Linked DNA regions of Mus musculus: region 2 is linked to region 1. The links are chromatin contacts, called in public HiChIP or PLAC-seq maps. All regions are on one chromosome and are shown on one strand. Each heading gives the region's core, a stretch centred on a gene start, on an enhancer-like site or on the middle of the called end of the contact. The rest is flanking DNA. Distances are from core to core; before and after follow the strand shown. Region 1 has its middle 38 kb from the start of Tbl1xr1. Region 2 overlaps Tbl1xr1 (transducin (beta)-like 1X-linked receptor 1).

What was found. HiChIP or PLAC-seq counts read pairs in DNA pulled down with a chosen protein or histone mark.
Region 2: a contact with region 1 is called in an H3K27ac HiChIP or PLAC-seq map of embryonic stem cells, with 7 read pairs. The contact joins two enhancer-like sites. A contact is called at or near these places in 1 of 15 datasets of contacts at CTCF or cohesin (CD8 T cells), 2 of 484 Hi-C or Micro-C datasets (both in embryonic stem cells), 2 of 115 datasets of contacts at active chromatin or transcription factors (embryonic stem cells and memory CD8 T cells) and 2 of 9 other capture datasets (adipose tissue and liver).

The regions. Positions count from the first base shown.
Region 1 is chr3:22,035,870-22,041,037 of GRCm38.p6, reverse strand. No RefSeq gene overlaps it. Among named protein-coding and RNA genes, the nearest start is that of Tbl1xr1, 38 kb to the left of the region's middle. Within about 2 kb of position 2,902, at least 20 of the 459 cell types and tissues checked have an H3K27ac peak or open chromatin away from gene starts, as enhancers often do. A contact at or near this core is called in embryonic stem cells, where this site is marked.
Region 2 is chr3:22,106,123-22,111,290 of GRCm38.p6, reverse strand. All of the region lies in intron 1 of Tbl1xr1 (transducin (beta)-like 1X-linked receptor 1), which reads right to left. Among named protein-coding and RNA genes, the nearest start is that of Tbl1xr1, 32 kb to the right of the region's middle. Within about 2 kb of position 3,135, at least 8 of the 459 cell types and tissues checked have an H3K27ac peak or open chromatin away from gene starts, as enhancers often do. A contact at or near this core is called in embryonic stem cells, where this site is marked.

The sequences.
Region 1 (5,168 bases), core at 1,653-4,152:
AAGTAAGCAAAGTAGGGTACAAACTGGATTGTAGCTAACTACTAAGCAAAAGTGTACATGCTTCACCCACCAACAAGACTCTGCCCAAACTGTGGACAAGCAGGACACTGGAGAGATGATTGTCCCGCTGTGTCTAGGCAAGGTACACCAGGTGTCTACACAGGAGACTCAGAGTTTCTGCGCCTGGCAGCGGAAGACTGACACTTCACGGAAGCCTCTGCCTTTGATGAAGCCATCAAAACCAAGGGAGACTAGGGTAATCCCCTAGGTACTTGGTTAGTCTTTGTCATTTTAATTAATACATAGGCCATTTGGATTAGGCTCTCAGCTATAATTTATCCTTCTCAAATCTCTGATGGCCCTGGCAGCTCGGATGACTAGGTTTGACAGAAACAAGCGGCTTCTTCCCCAAGGCTGCAAGCTACCTTATTGGTTTGTTTTATATGAAAAGATCAGGCTTTGCTTTTTCTGGAGCTACTAGGTCTCCTGCTGAGAAAGAAAGACAGTTTTGCCTTGATAATAGGCTTCCTGTTAACAGATAAACAGGTCTCAAATGTAACTTTATGAATTTGCTTTGCAATGATTATTCTCAGTAACTTGTGTCTCATGGTAAATGGTTGGATAAAAAAGATTTTAAGTATATGTAAGTTTGGAGGATCTAAGAAAAATGTTCTAAGGTGTGTAAAGGTCTCCGAATGTGGAATCTTAAGTCATTTCTGAGGGTCTAAGGAACTGTTTTGAGTTGTATAAGTACAAGTCCTAAAGGTATAAGAAAAGTAATTTAAGGTAATAAATGTTTCCGTTTTCTTTCCTTCTTCTATGCTATTATACTAAGATTTCAAAAGTTCAGAGTTTTAATATTGATCAATAGAGTACTTGTTGCGGGAAATATTAAAAAACAAACAAACAAACAAACAAACAAAAAACCACCTTCTTGGCAACTCTCCATCCTGGCAGGCCTGCTTTTATGGTAAGACTCTCTTGCCTGGAGCTACCAAAACATCTCCATCCAGCTCGATAGGTTCCCACTAGAGTGTCGCTACCACACCAGCCCCATGCTTGAAATCCCCCACGGCCTTTGTGGTGTACCTCAGGCAAACCCACGCTTTGCCACGGTACCTTTCTCTCTTGAACCCAGATGAGCCACTGTGTGAAGGAAAACTCAACATAAACTTAGTTCAGAAATGACAATGGTAACTCAAGCACTGGGTGCAACAACTAAAATCCTCACTTGTAAACCTTATTAAATCTAAATCTTCTGGTGGCAAATCCTGACGAATCCGCTGTTGAAACCGAGAGACATTCATAATTTCATCTTGTCCTGACACTATCCCTGTCCCAAAAAAGGCCTAACTCTCCTTTTCTTCCTCTGTCCAAACTGTAAGTTCCGCCTACTCGCCCAGTGATTGGCTCCTTTATTCATTAGGGGATTGGTTCACAAGAAGTCACCTGGTTATGACTCCCTCCTTGTCCAAAGTCCCTCCCAGGAGAGCAAAATTAGCATCAAACTACAAAGTAAGTTCCAGGACAGCCAGGGCTATACAGAGAAACCCTGTCTCGAAAAAAAACAAAAACCAACCAAACAAACAGCACCAGGGCTATCCACAACAAGTACTTATAAGCTGGTAAAGGACTTACTATTGTCAGTCGCAAGCACAAGATTTCAAATTTCCTTCAGTAGTTTTCTAAGTATAGACTTAAAGGTACTTCTCATTAGGCTATAAGCATCAGTGTCCAATCTGTATACATCCATCCTTCTGGAGAGAGAAAAGAATGTTCATTCGTTTTAACCCAGTGCCATAGCTTTCACTATGACTCAAAGGAGTGAGTTTACTCCAGCTGTCTTACAAACACCTGTTAGCTTTTCAAAAACATGGATTTCAGAGCAGTGGTGATGCTAATATATCTAAAACTTTTATCTCTTTTTGTAAACTAAAAAAAATGATGCAAGCTTTATGGAGTTGAGGGAGTCATAAGACTTGGATTCACCTCTCAAAAGTCAAATGGACTCCAGATAAGTATGGCCTAAGTTTTCCCACTTATGCATTTCTGAGCTGAGGGTGTGATCTCTCTTTCTGCCCTAGTCTTAGGTGTTCTCCCCCCAACCCCAAGCTATCAGGACGATGGTCTTGAAAGTTCCAAATTTAAGATTTCCCTTAAAGTTCCTAAACTTTTAACTTCAGTCCTTGGTTTATATCTATCTCACCAGATTTCTGCTTGGCTGAAAGACACAATTCAGGAATCAGCTGCACACTATAAACTGCTCCGAATGGCTGTTTGCCCTGGGCTTGCTGAAAGCTGATGTGAACCAGTCCAACTGACATCACTGCTCCATGCCTCTTCACCTGGGTCTGCTAACTAGCTGCTTCTGATAAATGCCCATTGCCTGAACCGCCTCCAGACCTTCAACTACTATTCTGTCTTCCTGGACACGGACAATGTTGTGGCATCTTAATTTCAGAAGGAAACTGTTGCAGAAGGGAGCATATTACCCCTTACAAAAGGCTGAAATGTTAGGTCAAAAGGAAAGTCTCTGTTATAGGGGACAAAATGGTGTTGTTTGCCGGCCTGTGGCCTACATGAACTGGGTACACCTGGGAGGCAGGCTGGGGCTGAAAGAGACTTAGACTTCGAGAGAAGATAATGGAGCCAAGACAACATTCTGATCAAGGCCTGAGAGTTTACTAAGAGAGTGTGCTTGGGGGGAGGGGGGGGAGGCCCATCCCACCCCCTCCCACCCCACCAGTCATTCTTGGTGTCTGGAGCCTGTAGGCGACTTGCAGGATAGGACGTGCCTCCGGAATATCTCAGGGGCCTCTCAGCAGGTAACAGTGTCTTGGAGGAGAGCAGTGTCAAGTGACAGAACAATAGAGCCATCTAGGTCAGAAGGCTCCACCCCAGGTGGTCTCATTCTCAGTGGCAGCAAGGCTTGCATCAGCCGGCTTCAGGCAGGGGAGGCTACAGTATGGTACCTATAGTGTCTATTATACCAATAGACAAGAAAAGGTGCTTATTAAAAGTCAATAGATTCAGATATATCAACAGGTAGATTCATTTGCTAGTAGTTCTACAATAGGATTAGGTACTTGATTTGCTCTATGTAAAGCAAGGAGGTTATTGTATGTCTTTAAGAGAAAAATCTTCTCTTTACACAAAGTCACTTGGAAATCGTTAGAGATTATTTGGCTGCACTAACAAAACATTGCAGAAAAAAATGGGACCCAAGATGAAATAAATGACTAGTTCCTATTTTTTTTTTTTTTTTTTTTCCTTTTTTGAGACAGGGTTTCTCTGTGTAGCCCTGGCTGTCCTGGAACTCACTCTGTAGACAAGGCTGGCCTCAAACTCAGAAATCTGCCTGCCTCTGCCTTTCGGGTGCTGGGATTAAAGGCACGCACCACCACGCCCGGCGCTAGTTCCTATTCTAATAGTAACTCTGATGTCAGTCATCACAGGTTCCCCCCCCTCCCCCCGCCCTGTTTCTGCTAAGTACCATTGGCCCTTGCACCTTGCATCATTAATGCCTTAACTAAATACATTAATTCCCACTAGGGTACCGCTAAGCTAATCATTATTAGATTCTAATATAAATAGATATCCAAAGTAGAGTCACACGTACATACATACACATACATACATACATACACACACACACACACACACACACACACAGAGACAGGAAAAGACAGACAGACAGATGCATATATAAAGGAACAATAGAGTAGGAGAGGCATAGGAGAATAAAGGATAAGGGGCGACTATGCTCTATGTACAAAACATATATGTAAGATCTGAAAAATTTTAGAAATATCATATTTTGGTTACTTATTTAAATTGCTTATTGTTCAATTTACTAAAACGTTGAACTGATTTTCTTTTTTATATTTTAATTTCAAGATGGTTTCACTGTGTAACCATAGCTTGACAGGAACTCAGTCTGTGTCCTGGACCTTGAGAGCCTCAAGCTTCAACTCCTAAGTGCTAGGGATTGCCAGGAGGTACCACCATGCCCAGCAAACATTTTGGGTCTTTTAAAATTACATTTTTTATTCTTTCTGGTTTAGATTTACTGATGTTCAAACAAGTACTATGTGAGGAATGGCAAGTAGGCAGTATAGACTAAAATCAGCATCCAGTCTCTTGCAGCTTCTGAAGTCTATGATTTTTTTTTTTATCAGATATTTTCAAGGTGCTAGAAAAGTACACACAGCTGACAGGTCCAACTCTCTATCTCTATGGGAAACATGATAATATAAAAGATTTATGGAAATGATGCTCTTCCTGGGAGAATGAAACAGAAGAGACTGATTTGCGGGTACAGCCAGCCAAAGAAAAATAATTTAGCACTCAGGGGCTAGTACACACCTTCTGTTTTCAAATATCTGATCAATGGGGAGCTAGAGGAGGCTCAGAAAGCAGATGTGGCATCTTTATTTTTAAAGAAATGGGAGAGAAATATTTCTAACTCACTCTAGTTCTCAATACTTACATCCTTTTTTGCCTCCTTGAAATGCATAGTGATTTAGAATGCTTTTATTTGAAAAGGAAATACTGAGGGATCTTTGTTATATGGATGCCTTAAGGACAAAAGAAAATACAAAACATCGAAACCTAAAATCATTATCTTAAGCCATTGGTCCTCAACCTCTCTAATTGTGTGACTATTTGATATAGTTTCTCATGTTGTAGTGAATCCCCCAACCATAAAAAATATTTTGTTGCTATTTCATAGCTATAATTTTGCAACGGTTATGAATCATAATGTAAATATCTGTGTTTTCCAATGGTCTCAGGCCGCCCCTATGAATGAGTCTCATGACCTCCAAAGAGGTTATATAACTCACAGGTTGAGAAATGCTGTCTTAAGCAGAAGAAAGCTCTACTTATCAATTTATCATGACATGTCATAGCCAGGCAGAGTGCCACATGCCTGGATTGGTTCAGGTACCTCAGTTGGTCTAAGCCTCTTCCAGGCAGCTTGACTGATATATCTGTTGCATCTAGGGAGCTGCTCACGTTTCAAGTCTTTGCAGCCTAGCTTGTCCTGAGTTTTCTTGACAGCTCTGTTCTTTTGAGAGTGTTCCTTACTTTTGGCTCTGTTTACTCTGGCAGTGAAGGGCCTAGTGAATCTGGTCAATTTCAGGGACTTCCTGAAGCTATTTTAAGTT
Region 2 (5,168 bases), core at 1,886-4,385, 70 kb before region 1:
ACTGGATTCTTGGACTCTGAGTTAACACCCAGCCATTGGTGGATTAGCTAGACTACAGCCTGTAAATTATTCTAATAAATCTCATTCTTATATATAGATTCATTTTAAAAGTTCTATTACTCTAGAAAAGACTAATACAGTCTCGCACAAGGAAATGTCTATGATCAGAATGAGTCACTGCTGAATTCTACCAAACCATTAAGTTTAAGATAAGTATTTCTCAAACGAAGCAGAAGAGAATATATACTACTGAATTTCATTCTAAAAAACAGGTGTTGTTGCTGGTATCAAAACCAGATGACACAACAAAAAGGAAAGTTATAGATCTAGTTCTGTGATAAACACAGATGTGAAAACTTTCAATTATCTGCCAGCAAATCAAATTTAAGAATACATTACAATGAACATATACCACATTAATTAAGTTTCTTCTATGAAGGCAAGGTTTGCTCAAATACATAAGTTTAAAGATGTATTACAACACATAAATAGACTTAAAAATAGAAACCACATGGTCATCTCAATGCGCTATGACAAAATTCAAAATCCTGTCCTGATAAAAAGTCCTCAAGGATTAAACAATGAAAAGACAGCACACAGCAGAGCCAAGGCTATGCATGACAAAAATATTAGCCAACAATAGACAGGAAAAAAAAAATCCTCCAAAATCTGCAAAAGGACTAGAGTGTCCCCTCTCATCACTTTCATTCATCAAAGTATTCTCTTAGCTAGAGCAGTAAGAGAATTAAAAGATAGACAATTTATCTATATTTGCTTATTAAACACACCTAAAGACTTGACCAGAAATGTCCTAAGCCCACAGGATACAAATATACATATATATCATATCAGTAGCTTTCCTATAAGTCAATTAGCAAACTTTGTAAATAAAAAAAAAAAATCAAAACAAATATCCTGTGATAGTTTAAAAATAAATAAAACACCCACCAATGGACCTACACAAAAAAGTAGAAGGAAGACCTCTGCATGAAACTTTTAAGATCTGAAAGATACTGAATTTTTTTTTACTGTATTGAAAGACCTTCTACACTCATAGACAGGTGGAAGTAATATTCTGAAAAAATAATGTACCAAAAGGTGCTACAGCAGATCCAATGCCAGTGCCTACCAAAATTTTAGTTTTTCACAGAACTAGAGTTCATATAGAAACATAAAATACTCCAAAGAGCCAAAGGAACCTAAACACAAAGAATACTACTGGAAAGCCAGGACTGATGGTACATCTGTGATCCCAGCACTTGGGATGGTGAGGTAGGGGCATCACTAGTACTTTGAGCAGCCTGGGCTACAAAGTAACCTCCAGACCAACCTGGTTCAAAGAAAGACCACTACTGTCAACACAATTCAGCAGGGTCTAGGGAGATGGCTCACTGAGTGCTCACTCTTCCAGAGGACCTAGGTTCATTTCCCAGCAACCACATGGTGGCTCACAACCATCTAGAACTCCAGTTCCAGTGGATCCAATGCCCTCTTCTGGACCCCATGGGCACTGCACACACATATTATACAGATAAAAATGCAGACAAAACACCTGTACACAAAGACATTTAAAAAAGGAAAAAAAAGAAAAAGAAAAAAAGGAAGAAAGGCGGGAAGAAGGAAGGAAGGAAGGAAGGAAGGAAGGAAGGAAGGAAGGAAGGAAGGAAGGAAGGAAACTAACACTGACCCAAAACATTTTAATGCCTGACCTCAAATCACTCCACAGACAACATGGTACCTGAACAGAGTTACCCCACTATGAAATTTATAACAAAAGCATAAAAATATACATGGGAAAAGGCCTCTCCAAATAATGGTGCAGGGAAACTAGATATTCCCATGCAGAATAAAAATAGATTCTCATCTCTCACCTTGCACAAAAATCAACTCATACTGGATCACAGACCTTAATGTAAGATCTAAAACACTAAAATGTTGAATAACTTTCTGAAACAACTCCAATAGCACAGGAAATCGCCTCCATATCTGGCAAATGGGAAAACATGAAATTAAAAGGCTTCTGAACAGCAAAAGAAACAACTGTCAGTAATAAAAGTCAGTGTGAAGAATAGGCAGAGGTGTGTAAAATCACCTCCAACAGTACATTAGAGAGGCTAGTGTCTAGAATATATAAAGAAAATAAGACCTCCCAATTACTACTGAATACATTCTCAAAACAGTGAGGCTGAAATGATGGCTCAGCAGTTAAGAGCCCTGGGTGTTCTTTCTGAGGACCTAGGTTCAGTATCCAGCACCCATATAGTACCTCATAACAGTCTTATGACTACAGTCCCAGAGGATCCATCCTCCTCCACTGGTCTCTGAGGGCATAGCATGCACAAAAGTGTAAACACACATGCATGTAAAAACCCTTGCACACAAAATTATTATTATTATTATTATTATTATTATTATTATTAATTGTTATACACATTTTTAAATTGTATGTATTCTAAATATTTGAAAAACTGTTCAATAACCTTATCAATTTGGGGAATACAGTAGTGCTGAGATTCCAATGCACCACAAAAAGAATGGCTAACAGCAAGAGAATAGCAAACACATGCTGAGAAGTGGGAGAGAGTAACCCCTCCACTGCTGGTAGGAAAAATAAGTATAGCCACTATGGAAATCAAAAACTGTCACCTGACCCAGACATAACCTTTCTGGGCATGTCGTAGAAACGTCTACATACCACAGAGCAATACCCAAGAGATAGAACCTGCCTAGATGCCTTATAAACTGATAAAAAAGATAAAGAAAATGTGATTAATGTACAAAATAGAATTTTATTTAGCCTTACAAAACACTGAAATCAAGACATTTACAGGAAAACATATATTCCACATCTGTGCTAAGATAACTCTGACTTGGAAAAGTCAACTACCACATTTTCTCCCTATGCAAATCCTAGAATTTAGTTCTTTTACAAGTATTATTAGGGGTGGGGATGTCCTAGAAAGGGGTCCTTGAAAGAGAAGAAGAGAGCTTAAGGAGGAGGAAGGTACATGAATTCAAGTCAGAGAAGCAAAAAGTTGCCAACAAAAAGAGGTGGGGGGAGAACAGCAGGAGTCAGGAAATGGAAGCAACTGGAGAAGTTCAGTAAGAACAAAGTATGAGTGAGAGCAGAGTAAGGAAACCTATTGCTTTGTATGCTAACTGTAAAGCCCAAGTACTAAGCCAGCTTAGTAAAATGGCTTAGCAGCAGAAGGCCAATCCTGCAAAGGCTGACATGGCTGGATCCCTAGGAAGGAGAACCAACTCCATAAAGTTGATACCTGACTTCTACCCATGAGTCAGGATGTACACACACATATAAACATTTAAAAATAAGAGTAATAAAACATTAAACTTTATAAATAAAAATGAAAGTTTCATAGTTAGGTTATCTTTGTGGTGATTAAACACCATGACTAAAGCAACTTGAGAAGGAAAAGGATTATTCAGTTTACACTTCCCATCACTGCTTATCATTGAAGAAGTTAGGGCAAGAATTCAAACAGGCCAAGAACCTGGAAGCAGGAGCTGAGGCAGAGCCCATGAAGGGTGCTGCTTATTAGCTTGCTCCTTAGAATTCCTTCAGCCTGCAATGTGATAGGACCCAGGACGACCACCTCAGGGGAGGCCTACCCACTATGGACTGGGCCTCCCCCTCAATCACTAAGAACAGGACTTAGCAGGCCTCACTGCGGCCCAACCTTAGGAGACATCTTCTCAGTTGACGTTCTCACTTCTATGCTCACTCTAGTTTGTTTCAGGTTGATATAAAACTAGTCAGCAGAGAAGATGGAATGACTCTTTCAGATCTACAAAAGTAGACTAATAACCAGCAGTTCTGCTGCATAAGAAACGTTCTACTAAGGCAGAACGCAATACCAGATGGATCCATTTACCATACAGTGGATAATGGGGTGAGGAGAATGGTAAGCCCTTAAGTAGCACTTCAAGGTGGGTGGTGAGTTTAAACGCCTACACCATAGAGCTTGACCTAACAGCCTAAAGCAGTAAGCCGGTACAATGAAGTGTTTCTATTAATCCAAAGCAGAGAGGGAAACTAGCTCAACAAGCAAGACCACTCCACATCATACATAAGCAGACCTCACATATAATCAGACTGAAAACAAATCAAGAGGGAAACACACAGACCATGCCAGCTCCACTACAGAGAGAGATGAAATGACAGCAGAAACATCAGGTACACAGACTGTCAGAGCACAGAATATGAGCACGGTAAAAAAGTAATAATAAAGGGCCACCACAACACAGAGGAAAAACAAAACACTAAGCGTTCATAAACCTCATCCTATTACTTCAAAATCAATAAAGCAAAAACAAAGTTCCACAAAGAAACAGAACTTAGGGCCGAGCAAGTTAAGTATCTTATTCTCTGTTACTGACTAAAGAGGGAACAGAAAAATCAGGAAATGCTAAATAAAAGATTTGAATATTATCAAACAAACTGGCCTAACAGATGTGAGAACAGTGAAATAAAATCAGCAATCAGCATTGGAGAGTTCTCAGGAAAGTAAAATCATCAGAAACTGAATAATGTGCTCCTAACAGTCAGTTATTCTAAGAAAATATTGGGCTGGGTGGCACAGGCTGAGAATCCCAGGGACACAGGGGCAGAAGAAGTTCAAGTTCCAGGCCAAACTAGGGTATATGTTTAGACCTGTCTCAGAAGGGGGGGATGGGAGGTGATCAGGTGATAGAAGTCTTGAGAGATGATGCCCACAGAATCTATTGTTACCTAGAAAAATAAGTTGGATGTACAGCCTCAAGACTATTTGCCTAGCAGAGTGAGGCCCTGGCTTCAACCTTCAGGACCACTGAGAATATAGCTTATATATATGTGCCCATATATATGTGTGTGCGTGTGTGTACATGTGTGTGTACATGTATGTATGTGTATGTACACGATTCAGTGGGTGAGGGAAATGCCTTTATGCACGGCAGCTCTCTATAAAAGCTGGAGGACAGAATGGCTTACATCACGCAGATCTGGAGAAGTCAAGTTTATGCTGCAAGGAGTGATGGTAGCACTCAATAGGTCCTCAAGACCCGACAGTAGACTGGCAATAGGCAGTAGCTGTTTGAGAAGGATTTCAGCACAGCCAGCCCAAGCAAATATTAATTCACTATAATTATATTGGATTTATTCCTGAATT